Regions from separate parts of the Ovis aries genome. Here region 1 is linked to region 2. Evidence: chromatin contacts called from public Hi-C data. All regions are on one chromosome and are shown on one strand. Each heading gives the region's core, a stretch centred on a gene start, on an enhancer-like site or on the middle of the called end of the contact. The rest is flanking DNA. Distances are from core to core; before and after follow the strand shown. Region 1 holds the start of BCL6 (BCL6 transcription repressor). Region 2 holds the start of LPP (LIM domain containing preferred translocation partner in lipoma).

Evidence for each region. Hi-C and Micro-C count contacts between places; a contact is called where the count stands out from the background.
Region 1: a Hi-C map of tail adipose tissue shows a contact between it and region 2, with 7 times the contacts expected there. The contact joins the promoter of BCL6 here to the promoter of LPP in region 2. A contact is called at or near these places in 7 of 16 Hi-C or Micro-C datasets (hypothalamus, liver, mixed tissues and 3 more).

What each region holds. Positions count from the first base shown.
Region 1 is chr1:200,383,549-200,386,248 of ARS-UI_Ramb_v3.0, reverse strand. It overlaps BCL6 (BCL6 transcription repressor), which reads right to left and starts at 1,288. Exons shown (of 10, transcript XM_042233309.1): 1 at 1-1,288. It overlaps LOC105602706 (a long non-coding RNA gene), which reads left to right and starts at 1,637. Exons shown (of 3, transcript XR_001021447.5): 1 at 1,637-1,899.
Region 2 is chr1:199,989,122-199,991,821 of ARS-UI_Ramb_v3.0, reverse strand. LPP (LIM domain containing preferred translocation partner in lipoma) reads left to right here and starts at 1,422. Exons shown (of 12, transcript XM_042233292.2): 1 at 1,422-2,700.

The DNA of each region.
Region 1 (2,700 bases), core at 39-2,538, 390 kb before region 2:
CCATTGGGAGCTAACACCGAGTCACGCAGCGCCCAAAATACAAACACCACGACCGCCAGAAATCCCGCCACCTTCCCGCTTGGCTGGGCCGTTCTGCGAAGGTTCCCGGAGTCCCCGCACTCTGAACAGCACCGCAGGTGCAAACGCGCACCCCTTTCCCACCCCCACCCCCAAATCCCCATCCCGCCACAAGCCTCTCTCCCCAGGACCGGGAGAGGGAGCGCGCGGGGGTTCCCGACTCCCTAGACTGCAACCAAGAAAGAATGATTTCCAAACTATTCAACATCCCCGCCCCCAGGCAAGCTAAACCTCCCCCAAAACGCAGGGGAAGGGGACACCAAAACGCTCGGATCTCGTTAGGAAGATCGCGGCTCAGAAAGGAACACTTCATCTGGGTTTATGAAGGGGAAAAAAAATAAATATCCACTAGGAGTTCGCTTGCATTTCTCCTCCAAAATCTCGGCTCGGAGGTGGGGAATCGAGAGGACCGAGGCCGGTGGAAGGGAGCCAGCGGGGCGAGCGAAAGGGCAGTCTCCCTCCTCGCCTCCCGGAGTGACCAAGAAGGACGGGAGAGGGGAAGGAAGGAGAGGCGAGGGAAAGGAGAGGGAAGGAAGGAAGGCGAGGCTGGAGCGAGGGAGCAAGGAAGGCAGTTTGCAAGCGAGAAAAGAGGGAAAAAAAAACACAGCCGCACGAATCCAGCGAGATCACAAGCCGTACGCAAGCAGCAGCAGAAAGAGCGAGAGCGCGAGCGCGCGTCCTCTCCGCCGTCTGGGGCCAGACAGCCCCCAGACTTGCCCGAATCACCCCCCAAGCACTGTCTCGTCCTTTCTGCTCCGGCCGCCCCCTAATTCCCCTCCTTCCTCTCCTCCACCTCCTCTTCAAAAACCAAAACAACACAAGGGAGGGTGGCAAAAGCCTCCCCAAACCGGCCAATTCACTCAAAGACAACAAGAATAAAATAATAAAAATATAAAAATCTACATCCTAGAGTGGGAGAGACGTGGGACTAATCTTCGGCATTTATTTTAACACCTGACAGCTACAATAAATAAATATATACATTTACATCAATAGATACACATAGGAAACTTGGAGCCAAAGCATTTGGCAAGAGCAGAAAAAAAGAATTAAAAGGTAAAATAATGATCATGAGCAGCGGCGGCGGCAGCGGCACCAGCGGCAACAGCGGCGGCGGCAGCAGCAGCGGCGGCAGCAACAGCAATAATCACCTGGTGTCCGGCCTTTCCTAGAAACTTCTTGCATCACCACTTCTAAGAACCCCAGTTCTAAGAATCAACAGAGCTCAATTCTCGGAATTTGAGCTGGGGACTTTACCACTGCTACGTAGCAGGGGAGGACTCGGTGTCAGCTCTCCACGACTTATGCCTCCTCCGGGCCATAAAAAGCCCTCCAAGCCAAAATATTTTCCCGCTGTCCCGCAGATTTTGGGGTCCTCACGGGCTGAACGTCTCGGGTTTGGAGATTTCGGCGCGAGGGTCGAGGGGCCGGACGGTGGCTCTCCCTCCCCGGCCCCCGGTCGGTGGTACAGCCTGCTCCGCCACCGTCACGTGGGCGCCCCTCTGTGACGTCGGCGTCTTCGCTGTAGCAAAGCTCGGCCTCTGGAATTCTGAGAACTAATTTGCTATTCGGTGACATAAGAGGGGGAGTGCGCTTTGCTTCCCCGGGGTCTGGGGCTCATTTCTCCTCTCTTCCCCATAAACTCAGCTCCTCCGAGCTCAAAACACAAAAGGAAGCGAGAGGTTCGAACCTTTGGGAAAAGTCTGTTATATATAGTAGGTTTCGGGGCGAGTAAGGGAAAAAAAAAAAAAAAAAACACCACAGCTCTTTCCAGCTAGAATATTAGGCACCACGAGAAAAATATTTGCCAAGCAGTTTTCGGTGGGTTCATTTGCTTTATTTTTATTTGGGACAGTTTGGGATTTTTTTTTTTTTCCTTGGTGTGGTGGTTTGGGATTTGGGGTGGTTGTATTATGATGGTTTGCGGATTTTTGCTTCTGATTTTTGCCTTTTGCAACTTTGTGATGTTACGTAAATCGTAGGATCCCGCATCGGTTGGATTTTGTTTTGTTTTACCCCTATGAAATGTCTCAAACGATTTAAGGAAGACGTGTTATTTTAATACTGATAGTGTTGAAAGAAGCTTGAGTTTTTTGTCATATGTAACAATTCCGACCCCCACTTTTTTCAGGGGGGCGGGGAAGGGTGTTCAATTTTCCTTTTTCCCTTGGACTTTTACTGAGAGGACGCTCTCCTGCGCTAGAAAGACATGTTCAAAGGATTTGTTTTGGTTTGTTTCTTTCCAGGACAGCAAGTGGTGGGTTTACTCTGTTATTGTTGACTCTTAGGAAAATTCTTGCTGCAAGAAACGTGTGTGTATGTGTATGTGTACGCGTACGCGTGTGTTCTACAAAATTCTGTGAGCCAAATACATGTTTGTGTTCTGCTTTTTCTTTAGGTCTTGGTTCCCCCCGCTCTCTCCCAGCTCGTTTCAAGGTCGTTGTTAAAAATCTCTCCTGTCTGTGTTTAAAGAGACCAGCCGGAGGGAATTCTAAAGGCCTGCGGTGCCAGTATCACAGATACTGCGTGGATTTAGAACAGACTGTGCTACAACTACAACGCGGTTCACGCAGCACAGTCCTCTTAGTTTTAGAGCTGAGTTAGGAGGAGGAGGAAAAGGGG
Region 2 (2,700 bases), core at 173-2,672:
CCGCAGAGCTCGTCTACCCGGACTCAACTCCCTAGTCTGGTAGTCTCCTACCAGTGGACGCAGGTTCCCTCATTTTTTTCAGTAGCCCCTCGCCCCGGCCGCTTCCTCCTTCCACGTCTCCTTCCTCTTCCTCCAGGGCAGGCAAAGGCCCCACACCTCCCTCTTTCCCTTCCTCCTCTGCAAGCTCCCCGCGTTCCCCGCGTCTTCTCTTCCTCCAGGAAATCCACCGCCCTCGATGCACCCACCTTGGGGCCGGGCCACGGGCCCCGAGGTGGGCGCCCCCTCCCCCGGCGGCGAGCGCCGCGGCCCCGCGGGCACCCGCCTTCCCATACCTTACATGGACAAATGCGTGCAGGCAAAGTCAGGAATTCAGGCCCCTGACGTCAGCCTCCAGCTCTCAGGGCACCGCACGGGAGACCGAGGGGAGGGGGTGGGGACGGTGGGAGGAAGGAGGGGGAAAGGCACCAACCAGCAGCCGCTCCAGCCTTGCCGAAGTTTCACTTTTTGTCTGTGGGTTCGCTCCCGGGCCCCGCGCGAGCTTTCCCGGGATAAGTAGCTTTAGCGAGCGGGGGAGAGCCGGTCGCTGCAAGGTAAGGGCTGGCTGCGCGGCCCGGGGCGCGGGGCGCGGTGCGGGGCGCGGGGCCGGGCCTGGCCGGGGCTGGGGACAATGGGAGGGGGAGTGCCTGGGCACCTCCTCCTTCGCCGCTGCCTCCGCCTCCAGCCGCCGCCGCCGCCGCCGCTGCCCCGGCCGCCTCCTCCCCGAGGTATTGTTGCAAATCCTCCTTCCTTCCCCTCACCCTCCGCCCGCGGGCGCCTCGGGAACCCCCAGCCCTCCCCGGCAAGAGCGCCTCCGGGGTGGCAGGAGAGCCGGGCGCAGGGCACCCAACGCGCGTCCGGCCCGGGCCGCAGGGCCCGCGGTGCGGAAGTGCTGGCCGCGGCGCGAGCACGGGGTGCACGCGTGGGGGAGGGGGACCCCGAGTTTTTTGGGAAGCCTCGACCGGGGGCTGGGCGGGCTTGGAGGCCTTCCCTGCGCGCCCCCTGCCCGGGCTTTTCAGGACTCCCAGGGGGCGGGGCCACACCCAGCAGCTCTGCGCTTTCGCGGAATCACAGTTGTCACTGGGGAAGGGGCCTAGGAACCCAGGCATCAAGCTCCCCCATTTCCCAGCTGGGGCAACTGAGGCCTAGAGAGCTGAGTCTCCCCAAAGTCGCTCACTAGAGGCAGAGCCGTAACTAAAATAAATGGCTCCCGACTCCTGGTTCCTTTTCTCCAAGCAGTTCTCCAGCACTCGCTGTGTGCCGCCCTGTGCTGGGTTATTGGATCCAGAGGCGTTTAGGGCCTAGACTCTGCCCTCAGGAAGCGTTCAGTCAACCAAAGAACCAAACCTGACCCCAGACAGAAGGTGCTAAGTCCAGGGGAAAAGGCGCGGGGCGGGGCTTGGAGACAGGAGTTTGGTCTGGTCCTTCATGAGGGATCCGAGGCTTTTGAAGGATGAAGGGTTTTTCTGAAGTTAGTAACTAGGGACAAGGAATGAGGGCATGAGCCGGAGGGAACTGCAGAGGCAGAGAAGACTCAAGTGTGGAGAGTGGAGATGAAGCTGTAACTGTTACTGTGCTGGGGGCACGGCGTGGGGCAGCGTGGGCACATAAAATGGGATAATCAGTGGACTGTGCTTGAGTGCACTTGGACAGAGGGGTGTCTTTGGGATTTTGGGGTGCTGGGGAAGCTGAAGGATGTTTCTGGCTTCCTTTCCCTTCTCAGTGATCCACTGCCTGCTCACCATGAACACAAAATGCAAAAATTTCGCTTCACCTTTGAACTTCTTTTCTAGTACCAGACTCATTTAACTTTGTATCCAATCCCCTCTATCTTTTCTGTCTCCTACCCCCCTTTCTAAATTCCTTGCTTCCCAATAAACCCCATTTTCACTAAGGTGTTTAGTGACTTAATGGCCTACCTCTTTGAACACAAGAGCATTTTAAGAAAGCCTTTAAGTGGAAAGGGAAAAAGCAGCTAACACCCTCTTCCCTCCAACTCCCCTCCCCTCCTTCCTCACTACCCCTTGCTCTTACAGATAGGGAAATATAAATGAAGGCTCAGAGAAGGTGAGTGCCAGTACTAAAGTCTACAGTAAATTTTGGTAGCTGGTGGGAGGCCAGAACTCTCAGTAGGGTTCTTTGTATCCCATGACCAGCCTTCTTCCTTCAGGGTCTTTGTCTGCACCAGGGTCAGTCAAAAGGTTGCAAGGCAGACTTCCAACCTCAGCACCCAGGCTTTAGAATCTGGAGTATAGATTCTAGGTAAGAAATATGTAATTGGGGTCAGCTGTCTGAACAGTGAGGTTGCGAACCTGGAGCCCTTGGGTCAGGCAGCCACCCAGTGTCGTGCTCCTACATGTGGGTGGGCCTGGACCTGGCTTCGAGGATTGGCAGGAGGAGAAACTTCTATTGAGCTGGTTACTATGATTGGGACTGACAGAGTGGGACCCTTCTTGGCAGGACATATTCCAGTGAACAGTCAGTTCCAGACAGTGGTTGATGGGAGAGGAGGCTTCATTATGAAGGTCCTTAAAAATGCCAGGCATGGATATGACTTGAAGTCATCATTTGAGGGTTTTGAGCAGGCTGGGACATGAGCGAGAAGGGAGGAACTGGCACTGGGTAATCCTCTGCCGCCCATTCCAGTGAGAGAGGCAATAATCT